4 separate regions of the Mus musculus genome follow, and all the other regions are linked to region 1. The links are chromatin contacts, called in public HiChIP or PLAC-seq maps. All regions are on one chromosome and are shown on one strand. Each heading gives the region's core, a stretch centred on a gene start, on an enhancer-like site or on the middle of the called end of the contact. The rest is flanking DNA. Distances are from core to core; before and after follow the strand shown.

What was found. HiChIP or PLAC-seq counts read pairs in DNA pulled down with a chosen protein or histone mark.
Region 2: a contact with region 1 is called in an H3K4me3 HiChIP or PLAC-seq map of craniofacial prominence, with 2.6 times the contacts expected there. The contact joins the enhancer-like site here to the promoter of Osr1 in region 1. A contact is called at or near these places in 6 of 39 promoter capture datasets (the 3T3-L1 cell line, embryonic stem cells, hippocampal neurons and 2 more), 1 of 15 datasets of contacts at CTCF or cohesin (the NIH/3T3 cell line), 3 of 484 Hi-C or Micro-C datasets (the C2C12 cell line, embryonic fibroblasts and myocytes), 5 of 115 datasets of contacts at active chromatin or transcription factors (craniofacial prominence, embryonic limb bud, embryonic stem cells and 2 more) and 2 of 9 other capture datasets (adipose tissue and liver).
Region 3: a contact with region 1 is called in an H3K4me3 HiChIP or PLAC-seq map of craniofacial prominence, with 5 times the contacts expected there. The contact joins the enhancer-like site here to the promoter of Osr1 in region 1. A contact is called at or near these places in 7 of 39 promoter capture datasets (the 3T3-L1 cell line, the C10 cell line, cranial neural crest and 3 more), 2 of 484 Hi-C or Micro-C datasets (cortical neurons and uterus), 4 of 115 datasets of contacts at active chromatin or transcription factors (the NIH/3T3 cell line, bone marrow-derived dendritic cells, craniofacial prominence and 1 more) and 1 of 9 other capture datasets (embryonic stem cells).
Region 4: a contact with region 1 is called in an H3K4me3 HiChIP or PLAC-seq map of neural tube, with 5 times the contacts expected there. The contact joins the enhancer-like site here to the promoter of Osr1 in region 1. A contact is called at or near these places in 8 of 39 promoter capture datasets (the 3T3-L1 cell line, 3T3-L1-derived adipocytes, cranial neural crest and 4 more), 5 of 484 Hi-C or Micro-C datasets (the 3T3-L1 cell line, the C2C12 cell line, cortical neurons and 2 more), 4 of 115 datasets of contacts at active chromatin or transcription factors (embryonic forebrain, fibro-adipogenic progenitors, neural tube and 1 more) and 3 of 9 other capture datasets (adipose tissue, embryonic stem cells and liver).

The regions. Positions count from the first base shown.
Region 1 is chr12:9,573,008-9,576,551 of GRCm38.p6, reverse strand. Osr1 (odd-skipped related transcription factor 1) reads right to left here and starts at 2,110. Exons shown (of 3, transcript NM_011859.3): 1 at 1,810-2,110.
Region 2 is chr12:9,228,774-9,232,227 of GRCm38.p6, reverse strand. No RefSeq gene overlaps it. Among named protein-coding and RNA genes, the nearest start is that of Gm46323, 140 kb to the left of the region's middle. Within about 2 kb of position 2,112, at least 24 of the 459 cell types and tissues checked have an H3K27ac peak or open chromatin away from gene starts, as enhancers often do. A contact at or near this core is called in craniofacial prominence and embryonic fibroblasts, where this site is marked.
Region 3 is chr12:10,034,105-10,037,519 of GRCm38.p6, reverse strand. No RefSeq gene overlaps it. Among named protein-coding and RNA genes, the nearest start is that of Gm46324, 42 kb to the left of the region's middle. Within about 2 kb of position 1,814, at least 7 of the 459 cell types and tissues checked have an H3K27ac peak or open chromatin away from gene starts, as enhancers often do. A contact at or near this core is called in craniofacial prominence, where this site is marked.
Region 4 is chr12:10,059,824-10,063,341 of GRCm38.p6, reverse strand. No RefSeq gene overlaps it. Among named protein-coding and RNA genes, the nearest start is that of Gm46324, 16 kb to the left of the region's middle. Within about 2 kb of position 1,266, at least 7 of the 459 cell types and tissues checked have an H3K27ac peak or open chromatin away from gene starts, as enhancers often do. A contact at or near this core is called in neural tube, where this site is marked.

The DNA.
Region 1 (3,544 bases), core at 861-3,360:
ATTTAATCTGGTAGAGACTACCTCTTCTAAGGTCCAGTATCTACTCCACGTGAAACTCCGGGCCTGGAGACTTGGTAAGCACTAGTAAATGTCCTGACTCGCTGCAGTGAACTCAATTCCTGCCTCAGAGCAGGGGTCCATGCGCGGCACAGTCATTCGTGTCCCTCTTGCAGTAGAATGCCAGTCCTGCCTCTGCCGCCCTCCCTATGGAGGGCATTAATGAAGTGTGCAGCCTATTAAAGTGGTTTATTCGAGGCTAATTGAGCGCGAGTGAGTTAACTGCTTGCATTAATGAGGACAGAGCGAACCCCACGAGCCCGAAGGAGCTCAGCAGCTTCCCCACCCCACCCCAATATCATCCTTGACATAGAATCCCCATTCGAACGGTGACAGATTTCCCAATCCAGGTCCAGAGGTCTGACCAACACCACACACGTTAGCTGCCCTTTTTTCCAACAAACGAGATCGAAGGAACCCTCTTTCCTTTGCCATTCTGCTATACTGGGATGCCCGCTGTGTCCCCAGGAGCCGGCTTCCCAATCTTAATGAAACCACAATTACTTTCGAGAGAGCCTGTGATAGACCATCTACCCACCAGTCCTCTTTGGTTCCTCCTTCCCTCCCAGCGAGCACAGAGCACACTCTTTCCCTGGGAGGCTGTGAAACTAGGAAAATAGCTTTACACGTGGTTCTCTTTCAAAGAGCCAACTTGCAAGTCCCATCCCGAATGAAATTCATCGAATTATTGCGACAAAGAAACCTATGCTGCTAACCTCTGCTCCGGAGCCCACCCGGCTTGTGCAGCAGGGGCTGTTGAGGGAGGACGCGGGAGATTTTTGTTTGTTTGTTTTTTGGTTTTTAATCAAGGATACTGCTGGTGGAAGGTAAGATTCCTTCAGCAAGCAGCCGCCCTTGTCTCTCTCATTTTGACTTCCCATCTTTTCCCCTTAAACCTGGATTAGGCTACTACCAAAGGAGCAAAATAGAATCCCCACGCTAGAGGTATCTGCAGCCTCCTGATTGTTCTGCTTCTGGGTCGTCCGGTTCTCCAGTTAGAAAACAATGTTCGTTTGTGTCCCCCACCCCCAGCATAGTTCTCCCTACACCAGAGACAATCGAAGGTTATGATTTGCAGGCCTGGGGACACACTGAAACCCTCTAATAGAGACCATCCCAAGCAGAGTCCAATTGTGAGGTGGATGTCAGACTCGCAGCAGCCCTGTGGTCCTGGGGTTTGAAGGCTTCGAGTCTAAAGTACAACTCTGCAAAAGAAGAATTCGTTTTAAAGCCCAACAGAGTTGGGGCAATGCACCTGTCCAGGATGCTGAAAGCTTAGGTTATGACCATCAACACTTTCTCCCCTCTTCCTCAGCTAAGGGGGGATAAGTCTGAATTAAAAGGCACCCTGCAGGAAAAAAAAAAAAGTTTGTGTTCTCTGAAGTTGCTCTAGTTTCTTAAGGGAAGCCTGCAGAGTGCCTTATAAAATCTGTGGGCACCTTACTAGAATACTGGAATTCTAGCTAGCCAAACACGGCTGCACTCAATGGCTCAGGCCCTTCTGTCTCCTTCCTTCCTCCCGAGGTCAGAGGCCAACAAGGACCCAGAGTTAGAAGTCTTTGAACCAGCATCCCCATCAACTCTACGTTGCAACTGCTCTCACTTTCACGGAGATCTTGCAGCCTTCCTTTGGCCAAAAGAACCGCCTTTGAGGACACTGAAAAGAGGAGGCACCAGCTACAACAGGGAACCAGAAGTGAATCTTGCGGGCTTTCGCCTCGCTGAGCCCAGGCGCCCCAGGGCTGCAGTTACCTTGTTCCGCCGCGGTCCCAGGGCAGAGCGCGTCTGTGAGGGTCGCTGCGCTGGACTTGAGTGACCAGAGACTCTGGAGCCGACTGGCACCCCTGGCGAACTAGACTTCTGACGCTTCTGTAGCTGCGGTGACTCCAAGAGTCGGACACGCGGGAGCGCTTCACAGCCCCGGAGTTCTACCCGCCGGGGTCTGCTGAGCCTCGCTCCTGGCTCCCTTTCTGAATCTGAACCAGTGCCGGCGAGAACTTGCTGGGGAGAGGCCGAGCTACGTCTCACTCATCCCTTAGCACCGAGCCGCCTACTTATTTTAATCCACCTCCCCCTAACCCCCCTCCCCTTGCCGTGCGATTTCTCCCCTCCCTCCCCTGCCCCCCAACTCTGCCTGCGCCTGCGCATTGGGAAACAAAGTTTTGCTGACCCGGGCAGCGGACTTTGGCAGCTGTGCTAGCCTGCCTTCTGCTTCTCCTGACCGGTGTCCCCTCCCTGATAATCCCACTCGACACTTTCTGTGTGTGTGTGTGTGTGTGTGTGTGTGTGTGTGTGTTTCTAAGACACATAAGATCAAGCAGTAGAAGAAACATATCTTACGGATAAGAGAGGACTAGAACCGAGCATTTCGGAGTTCTGTTCTGGAGCTTTGGGACCTATGGTGGCACCACCTATGAAAGCGGATAGGAGCCTAGGGTGTCCCCACACCAGCACCTTAGGCATACACTCAATTTGTAATCTGACAAAGTCGCTGCCGCTCTTCTTAAGATTTCCTCCTAGAAGTGACAGACTCCTGGTGTGGAGCAGCGCTCCTGACACCAAATAGTGCTTGAGACCTGGGCAGCGATTCTAGCAGAGCTGGCTGGTTCCTGGTGCGGAAGGACAGAGATTACTGACTGCGCGAGCCATAACATCCGAGTGCCTATGGCTGACCACAGACTCTGGGGTGTGGAGTTCCACAGAAACGTCCATGGCAGAGCGTATGAGGAGAAGAAGAGCTAGTTACTTGAACTGCAGACCTCCCCGGAATTCCATTCTAAAGCTCCAATCACATATTCTTTTTAGAGTGGATGGGAGTTTTAAAGAGCAGCTAAAGGCACTGGGACCCCTGGGCCTGCGGGGCTGGTTTGGGTGGAGTTTGTAGAGGGAGTTGGGACCTAGAACAACTACATCCTTGCTGTCTGCTTCTTACACAGCCCCAAATACCTCTTTACTATTGATCCCTGGAACTGACCTAAGGCTGACCCCAGTCAGCTGTCATTCCTCCCTACCACCTTTCTGGAATGCCTTACCTGGCTTTTTCATGGAAGATGGTGAGGTTTTCTGACTTCCTGACTTTGCCCCAAAGTTACTACTGCAGAGTGGCTCTTGTCACACACACACACACACACACACACACACACACACACACACACACTTCCTGGGGAGTAGGTGCCACTCTCACACATTGAAACAGTCCTTTTGGAAGAGTCACCTACTCCTCAGCTTTACTGTGCAAGACTGATCCCATGTGATCTCTTGAGGTAGCAGGAGTTTGATTCCTAATATAGGGAGTGATGATGGAGGATGGGCCACATCCCTCCTCCCACCTGCATAATTGAAACAGACTTGGTATTCGCAAACTTTTAGAATGGAACATAGCTTCCAGACTCTGGCTAACTTTGGCTAGAGCAGGGAAGGAACAAGAGAAAGGGCTATAGTTTACTCAGGAGCCCACTCCCACCTCCAGCACCCCACTGGTTACTGT
Region 2 (3,454 bases), core at 863-3,362, 340 kb after region 1:
ACATGCAGCAGTATCCATGAGGCTCAGCCTTCCATGCAGGAAGGGGATGAGAGCTGGTGACTGTGTTGCCACCAAGTAACTGGTTCTCTGAGCTCAGTACAAAGATCCAAGGTAACTAGAGAGCAGGGAGCCACAAGGTCAGTTTGGGAAAGCGCTGGTCCATTGTGCCAGGAAAGATTCCTAGGCAAAAATGGTTTTTGCAGCATCTATATTCAACAAAGGTTATTTCCAAATGCACACCTCATAAACGAACTGTCCAAGGACATCTAATTGAAGCCACTTAGGACTGTGGTTTTTTTGCCCAAGGCTGGGTACATGCGTATTGACCTCCCAGTGGCCCGTGGATCACTGTTAAGGCAGATACCTTCAAAATCCTAAATCATAACTGTGGTGGCAGCAAATACTACCTACCAGCCCATGATCAAGAAGGTATCTCTTGGTCTCACATCCCCCCACCATCTCATTTTAGCCCCCTAAAAATAGTTGCTTTCTAGACACAAAAGGACTCTGAGTGGAGACCAGGTGCCATCTTGAATCCTATGCACCTACCATACCCCTTAAGATTGGACAGCTGTCCTGATCCAGTGGTGCCAGGAGGCTGACCTCTCCTAGGATGAAGATGTGGGGCCTCTTCCCATGAAGTGGACCTATGATTCCTCCATTCTCTGCTGCTCACTGCTATAGGATGGAACAGTTTCAAGATCTAGAAACCTACTTGTCGATTGGTGTGACCAGCAAGAGCCCTTCTGCTGGCTTCTTGGTTATATATCTTCCTCCTGAACTAGCTTAAGGAAGGCTTTCTCTGAGTAAGTTCAGACTCCACCTGTAGGCTCACCCATAGAGAACTGACCTTTGTTAATTCCCCTGAGATACCCCATGTGACGTCATGGACTTCCATTTTTCATTGACCTTTAACTGACCATGTGTTGTGTTCCAAATCTCCACCTGGATACTGGGTGCTCAGAGATGCCGTGCTCTGGGAAATGTCTATTTGTGTTAGTAATACCAGGTATTGTAGATGGGTATTGTTGACATTTTTGAGTATTTATTATGTACCAAGAACTATAACAAAAATGTAACACATACTGTTTTATTGAATTCTCACTCTGAAAGTATAAAATCCCTTTTATTGTTATAACCAACTTATAGATGAGGATTATGAGGCAGAGACTGGGAAGGAAACTTACCTAGGATCCATCGGGGTTCTGGATAGTGATGTCAATACAAATTAAAAATAGGGAAGAATTATGGGGGTACTCACTATGAAAGGTAACGGGGGCCATAGGAACAGACGTCAGACTGTAACATGAGTCTATAATCAGAAAGAGAAGAGGCAAAATGAACTGAGATATCTCAGAAGAGCCCCATACCTCAGTGCATATCTGAGGCAAATGCAGCTGCATAAGAGAGAGCTTCCGTGCAAAGAATGCATGTGAGGGGTCCTGAACAGGGAAAAATGTCCAGCCCTCATCCACGCCCATTACTCCTCCCCCCTGTGCTGTTCCCCAGTGTGCTGAGGCATTGGCTAAGAGAAACATACGCTGAGAAAAAAACTTGGTCAATTGCTGCAGAGGACCCCACAGTTCCTGACACTGGAACACCCCCCCCCCCCCAGCTACAGGCTGGCCCTGAAGCTCCTCCAGAGAGTCTCTCTCCAGCAGAGACCCGATCTACCCACAGCTCTGGAGAGTCTCTCTCCACAGAGACCCGATCTACCCACAGCTCTGGAGAGTCTCTCTCCAGCAGAGACCCGATCTACCCACAGCTCTGGAGAGTCTCTCTCCACCAGAGACCCGATCTACCCACAGCTCTGGAGAGTCTCTCTCACCAGAGACCCGATCTACCCACAGCTCTGGAGAGTCTCTCTCCACCAGAGACCCGATCTACCCACAGCTCTGGAGAGTCTCTCTCCACCAGAGACCCGATCTACCCACAGCTCTGGAGGTGGCTCCAAGAACACATGGCTCACACTGGATCTTTCTTTGGCTCCAGAACCTTTAGTGTGGTGGATTGAGCTAAAAGGACATATTCACAGATGATCAGGTCTCCACACGCTCTCTTTGCAAGCAGCAAACATGCATGGAATGCAGCCTCACGAGGGAAGGAGAAATTCTTTCCTGCCTATGCAAAGTTCCAACTGGATGACAGATTTGAGACTGACAAAAACAGAAATTAGATTAACCCAAGACAGTCCTTTCCTTCAGAGAGACCACATTCTAAAAGGAACCAGCAACCAGACAATTATCAGAGTAAGTACAGCGTATGAGAGGGAAGGCAGTCCTAAGCAATGGGGCAAGGTGACTTTTCTTTTTCCAGGAAACTGTCCATCTTGCAGATGGATCAAAAGGACTTTTCAATCAAATATGTAGCTTCACTTGTTTCTAGAATTATTTTTAGTATTTTTATTTTATTTTTGAGATTATTAATACAATATAACATTTCTTACTTTCTTTTCCTCCAAACTCTCCCAGATACCCCTCCCTGTTCTCCTTCAAATTCAGGGCCTCTTTTTTTCTTTTTCTTTTCTAATTGTTAGTGCATGTGCTTTTACTTTCTTATACTATTCAGGGCATCTTTCCTGGGTAATGACACCACTCACAATGGGCTAGGCCTTCCTGTCTTAATTAACATCAAGACAGTCCTTTACAGACATGCCCACTGCCCAAAATGATCTAGATAATTCTTCACCAAGTCTCTCTTCCCAAGAGACTCTAAGTTGTGGCAAGTTGACAATTAAAACCTAAGCAGCACATTACAAAACAAAGACATGAACTAAAGATACTACTATTACACCTATTCAAAACAGAACCTGTCATGTAACATGCAATCATATCTCATCAACCTGTAAAAATGTCCATTCTCTTCCCCAGATCCTGAGGGGTTACTCCATTTTTGTCATAGCTTGACATCAAGATATTTTCTTCTAATCTGGTCCATATGCCAAGGGAGACCTCACATATATGGTTCGATGAAGCTCTGATATAAAGACCTGAGAATACAAGGTACTACCGACCACTACACACTCAGTTTCTCATGGTGAAATGGGTACCAGATGATGGTTATACACAGACCTGTCTGAAAAAAAAAGGGTGGGGGGACAAGATATGCATTGCAGCAACAGAATTATAGCAACTTCTTAGCTGCTTCTTTTCAACAAGTGCAATAGTTCTGGAAATGTTAAAAAATATAGTTGCATTCTTCTTGTAAAATTTCACATTTTCATTCTAACCCAAAGCCGGTGACTCTCAGCCTTGAAAAGAGATAAATAGAATAAAAGATGAATTCCCAGAGAGGGGGCAGGAGGTGGAATGTTGCATATGCTCTTGATCAGATGACCACAGAGCTCTATCTGCAGGAGTGTCACCAACGTGCTCTGCCTGGTCCACCTACTAGACATGGAGATGAGGCTGGTGTTGGCAAATGGCCGACAGAGCACCAGTGTTATGTCTTCTCT
Region 3 (3,415 bases), core at 565-3,064, 460 kb before region 1:
TACCCTGTGAGTGTCTTCTCTGTTCTTTGGCCAGAGACTACAATAACCAGAAAGTCAGAGAAACACTCCAGTATTGTACCATATATGCATCTCACCAGGAGGAAAGGCCATCCCTTGGGAATGTTGAGAGCGAAGGCCAGTTCCTCTCTATGGTAGCATCTCTCTGCTCAGCATCAGTAACTGTAATTGATGGACATTAACATTGCTTAGAGGTGGTGCCTAACATTTATGCATTGTAGACTGTAGAAAAGATCCTGCCTTGCCACTGACTTTCCAGTAACATTTATTTCACAGTATTTCTAGCATGTATTGAAGTTAGGAGAAACAAATTTTAATCCACTGTGCTATGATATGTGGATTTTGATATTCCTTATCTTTATCAACTTCCTTTTCTCATTTGTAGGTAGAATATCCTTTCATGAGTTGGATATGATATGAAAGCATTGGAAAGACAACAGGGTCTTCTGATACTGTTCTTGGGTTTTCTGATTCATTGACTTTATTGTTCATTCAACTTTTTGTAGAAAGAATTCCATAGCTAGAATGTGAAGAAATATATAAATATGCTTTTAAATATTTGATGGATAGTTTTAGAGTAGGAAAAGACATATTTGTAATGTTAGCTAAGTACAATGGTACATGGGGTCTCACAGTGGCTAATTTGTAACTACTGCTGAACTCAGAAGTCAGAAGATAGGATAGACAGGATAGAAGTATACAATGATCCTTGTCATGCCTACAGTTGACAAGGTATAGAGAAGATCTTCTGTGTTTGGTTTGCCTAGAGTGTTAGGCAAGGTGAACAATTATATGTAAATAAAAATCTATGCTGTAATCTTCTAAAAACTATATAATAAATGCAAATCCAGAGGTCTATGGGGAAAACTACTCATTTTCCTAGGATAGACATAACAAAGGAGAAAACGTCTCAACTGAATACTGAAGAAGGATTATTACCTCTCTAGTCATTGAACTCTAGGCCAGGCTGAAGGACAGACATGAATATGGGTGAGTCTCCAGGGGCAAGTTGTTATTAAGTAAGGTGAAGGAATCTTGGTGATTATCTCAGAGCTAGAAGGTACAAAACTAGAACTCCTGTTAAGAAATCTGACTACTTTAACATGAATGAATTAAAAAAAAAATCACACTTATCAGCAGGGTGGGGAGTGAAGCTAAAGTCTACAAGACCTATAATGAGGACACAGTCAAAAGATGTGTAATAATCTGATAGAGGACAAAGAGGACTAGAAATGAGAATGAAGGATCAGGCAATCTAAAACTATATTTTTGTTTTCTTTTTTTTTTCTTCCCTTTTTGTTTTTTCAAGACAGGGTTTCTTCGGGTAGACCCAGCTGTCCTGGAACTTATTCTGTAGACCAGGCTGGCCTTGAACTCAGAAATCTGCCTGTCTTTGCCTCCCAAGTTCTGGGATTAAAGGTGTGTGCCACCACTGCAATCTAACACTAAACTGACTGGGTATAGTGGCTTAAATCTGGCCCTCTGTCCTGTCTACCCTCCATCCTCCTTTCCCTCACTTATTGTACTTCCAGATGCATACAGGGATCACTTCTGGTGTGAATCTGATCCCCAAAGCTTCCAACCACATGCTCAGATCCCTTCCATTCCCCCACCCACCCACCCCTCAGATTTGGACCTTGACCACAGAGGATTTCTTCTAGCAGCCCGTATCTCTGTTCAGACAGATGCAAAGATGGCTTACTCTCTGCTTTGAAAAGCCACTCAGACCAGGGCCACACTGCCGAGCACATGTGGTTGCGATTTCATTTATGCTTTATCATTTTTCATTCTGACATAAGAGCTCCTCTGCAGAGGGTGAGAGCGCTGCGCATTGTAAGGCGTAATGTGAACCGAGGGCTTCTGCTTTGTGCCAGAGGAAACGTGATTCAGAAACAATTTGAGGGCAACTGCAAGGTGATGTGGCCCAGAGAACCAGAAGCTATTGAAACTTTAAACATCATTTCTGGACATTATAATATGTTCTGCAGGGCAGCTTGGAAAAACAGGAAAAACCCTTTTTGGCCAGTCCTTGGAGAATTAGAAGGCTTTAAATATCATATGGAGAAAATGTTTTTTAAAGGGCCACGGGCACTTACAGTCTCAGAGGCCAGACTAGAAGCATGTCCAACCCATGAGCCCATGAGAAACTGAAGTCATGAGAGAAGATGGATTTCTGGGTTTGGCCATGATCACATGGATATGATTGGGCTTCTAAGTTGCTTCATCTCATACCAACCTTTCTCTATGACAGCCAAAGTTTGCTAGTCTGTTTTAAACTAGATCCATTGAAAAGTGAAATTTTGGGAAGGTATACTTCTAAATTTTTTTTTCCAAAATGTAGCATCCCTATTGAAATTTGCAGAGTGGCATTACAAAGATCTATTTCTATATGGTGGGCTTCTTGAAGGTGATAAGGCAAGTTGTGTGGATTAAAGCAAAGGCTCAAGAAATATTCATGGAAGAGTCAAGCAGAGGATAAAAGGAACAGGAGGAGGTAAGCAGGGAATCTCAGAGCCGCAAGGTCAGCATGCAGCCTTCATGTAAGGAAAGCAATTCTGCATTCTCCACACCAGTGTTTGCTGTCTCAGATTGGTTATCAGTTTATCACTGAGGCATTTTGGTTCTCCTGGTATCACTGACAGCTCATAACAAGACGTATTGAGATCATTGGTATATCCTGGCTCCATGTAATGCTGTCACTTCGAATGTTGTTATTGTTTTGTACGACCCAGAATCTCTCTCGTTGCCACTTTTTAATCAGAATCCACAATCTTCCTGACTTTGATGATCACATGGTTCACTTGGTTATACAAAATGAAATTTTGTAAATACCTTCTCCTAGATTGTACCAAATATACTTTAATTTTTTGAGATTATAATTATGTCGTTTCCCCTTCCATGTCCTCCCTTCTAACTCTTTTGTGTGCTCCACCACTCTCTTTCAAATTCATGACCTCATTTTCTTTGTTTTTACACACACACACACACACACAGAGAGAGAGAGAGAGAGAGAGAGAGAGAGGAAGAGAGAGAGAGAGAGAGAGAGAGATATTACTAAATATATAAGTACAATCCACTTAGTACACACAGTACACAATTATGCTCAGTGTTCCCTATTATAACATTGTAGACTGTTAAAGTTACATTTATGTTACTTAATGAATAAATAATATTGATATATCCATAAGAACTAGTATCTGCAGTATTTCTACATGTTTTTAGAGTCCTTCTGATTTTCTGTTTTTCAGAATTCCATTCAGCAGACTGAATTGCCATTAATTGTCCTATTAAATTTTGCTGCTTTCCCCCAGTAGCTGAAATCCAACATTATAATGGGAGTAAATAAAAACCTGCTTGCTCAGCTTAATTGTTATCATTAAGCTTCCCTGTCCAGTGC
Region 4 (3,518 bases), core at 17-2,516, 490 kb before region 1:
TAAGTTTGAATCTAAAATGAACAAGAGTTGCTACATCTATATATCTACAAGACATTGAACTTACACAAAATCCTTTATATTCTGTGTTCTGGTTAATGTACATTGAAGAAAATATTTCCTTAGCTTTCTCCTAATTACCTAATTACTTCAATCTCTCTCTCTCTCTCTCTCTCTCTCTCTCTCTCTCTCTCTCTCTCTCTCTCTCTCTCTCTCACACACACACACACACACACACACATTAATATCCCTCACAAATATCCTATGCTTCCTGGTAGCCATAAAACCTCAAAGAACATATTTTATAATAGGAAATTTATGTGACATATAAAAATAGGTGACATGTAGAATAGGTGAGATTTTTAAATGAAAGATTCTTTTTATTAGAAAATCTTTTTCATCAAAAAGCTACATATATTACACTCAATTAATTTTGAGTGTATGTATTTGCATTTGCATATACATTCTCATATGTGTAATATGCATGCATGTGGGAGTTCATGTACATATGAAGACCAGAGGTTGACATAACATCTTTCCCAGTCTCTTTCCACCTTAATTTTTGAGATAGAATCTGTCATTGGATCTGATGTTTAACAATTCCACTCAACTCTTGAGCCAATATGACTCAGCAGGTCCTCTGTCTTTTCTTCTTTGCTGAGATTACAGTACTCATAACACAGAGCCTGTTATGAGTCTTGGCGGGTCAGAACTCAGGTTTTCACACTTGGCTGCCTAACATTGCTAATTGAGCTATCTCTCTAGCTCCAGCTGACTTGTTCTTGAATGTGTGGATGAATAAGAGACAGTCCTATGTGTTTGCAAGTAATGGGAGGAAAGTAAAGCTCACATAATGGGGCTTCACTAGAGGAACATGTTTTAGGTTGCCAAGGGGTGGGCTGAGGAGTTTGTTTCCATCAAAGTATATACCTATAGTTACAATGTCAGGAGTTCAAGAAAATGAAACAAATGTGTGTTTACCCAAGAGAGGGAGCAGTTCACTAGGACTGGGAGGCTCAGAAGGGTGACCTAAGTGACTCCAGAGAACGGCTGGAAGCACATTCTCTGAGAAGGGTTAATAACATGCCACATGGCTGGCCTTCATTAGAACTTTCCCCTCCCCCCAGTATGAGAGTATAAATCATTGACTATCAGGATAATGAGAAGCAGATTTGCCTCTGCTAATTTTGGGATGTGCAAGGTCTTTAGAAAAAGCCTCATAAGACATTGCTGAGTGTTATGAGCCCTACCTCCTTGATAGAGGGCACATGTGGAATGCAGACCAGCAAAGCTTTGCTCCAGAGTAGTGGATGCTACAAGGCAAGACAGAGCTGCAGGGGGAGCATCAGTAAATCCACCCTGTGGTCTGAAGGTAAGGAAACTGCTTGTTTTCTGTTATGTGTCAGAGCAGGGGACAGGAAATTTTAGTCATCTTTCTTTCAGACTGCAGTCCAGAATCTGCTTAGGTTATATATGCCCCATGCTTATAGCAGTCATGCGGTGCAGGTCAGAATCCAAAGGCTTCCATGGATGAGTACCTAAGTTGGAATTTCAGGGGATGCACGAAAACACAAGCTGAACACAAAAACAGCCATGTTGAGATGAAGGTGAGAGACGAGGAGAGGAGGAATTGTCCTCAGTAAAGACCTTCCAACTGGCGCTGTCTCGGGACATATAGGCAGATCATTAACTGAGTGCACCTAAAGTGTTAGAGAAACAAACTCTGGCTTCTGAGCTCCCAGAATCTCTGGTGACTCTGACAAAACCATACTTGGAGCTCTCTACCTTTGCAAATAGCTAGCTCCCTAATCTTTTATGTACAGAGCTTGGGGAGAAGAGGAAGCTAGTGGAGCCGTCCCAAAGCCTCAGCACCAGGGAGTGGCACTATTAGAAAAGGATTAGGAGTAGCCTGGAAGTAGACTGAGGTTTCAAAATCCCATGCTACGCCAGTCTCTCTATCTGTCTTCCCCTCTTACTTTCCCTCTCGTTCTCCTCTCCCCCTCCTTACTTCCTGTCTGTCTCTTTCTGTCTCTCCCTCTTTCTCCTTCTCTCCCTCTCCCTCCATTTGCCCCTCTCTCTCTACCTGCTGCCTGCAGAAGAGGATTTATCTCTCTGCTACTGCTCCAACACCATGTTCCCCACCATGATGTTAATTAATTCTACTGCTCTGAAACTATAAGAAACCTCCAATTAAATGCTTTTTCTTTAATAAGACTTGCCATGATTGATTCTTCACATCAATAGAACAATGACTATCGGACACCATTCATATGAATGACTGAAGATTATCCCAGAATACTAGCACTAAAAGTGGATTTAAGATTATATCTTTGAAGTCTTTCATTTTGTGATGGAAAAGCTAGCCTTCCAAGGGCATCCCTTTTATTGAAGGTTGACTGTGGGATATGTTGGCCCTTCAGAATGATATTTGACAAGGCCTATATATGTAAGGTTCCCTCATTACATACTTTTGAGATACATTTTGTCACTCAGAAACAAAACAAAACAAAACAAAACAAAACAAAATAAAACAAAACAAAACAAAACTTCCTTATTATGTGTTAGGCAAGCAAAAGTCTAAAAGAGGGAACAAAGAAGCTCAGATGAACTTCATGGTAAGTCTTTTGCATTTGAACAGAACAATTAATTCTGGTGTGGAATATTGGATGCTATAGATGGGCAAGCATATAATTAATTTGTTTTTAAAGGAAATGTATCCTATAGCTACATTATCAAAAGTGGGAATTGTATATTCTTCCATAATACCATGGCATTTTAGCTAGGTGGTTTGCAGATGAGTAAAGTGTTAATGTAGGTATTTAGTATATTCCAAATATAATAACAGGAAGAAAAAGAAAGAACCTTAAATATATTTATAATTTAGTAATATAATTAACATATATTATATAAATTTTAATAAATGATTATGCTTTACGACTACGAAAACTTAGTGTTCTTTGAACAGCAAGACTTATGTTTGATACCAATATTGATCATGTTGGAAATAAGTCTTATCTTAAGATTTAGTTAATTCTGGCACATATAAAACTGACAAACTATATTGCTTATAAACAACAGTTTATTTCTCACAGTACTCAACTAGAAGTACAAGATCAGCTTACCAGTGGGGGCTGAGTTTGTGCCATTTAATGGCGTTCTTAGATGCTAAAAAGAATATTGGTTTCTGGATTCACTTTTCCAAAGGCCTAATTCCACTCATGATAGCTATACTTCCATCACCCCTACTTCTTAATGCCATTCCCTAAAGTATAGGATTTCAGCCTTTGCAATTTCGGAAGACCCAAACACTCAGCCTATTGCATGTTCTACAAAAGTTACATGTGGAAATACATTGGAAATATCCTTGCTAATGTAGTAAGAATAACTTGAGGTTGCTTAAGTGTTCAGTAGAACAAATCAACCAACATTTTTGGAGTCTCATACAGTGTGTGATTGTGTATTGGTGGGAATAAAGACATGCTGGAAGCTGAATGAGGGGAAAGTAAGATGATTATGAATAA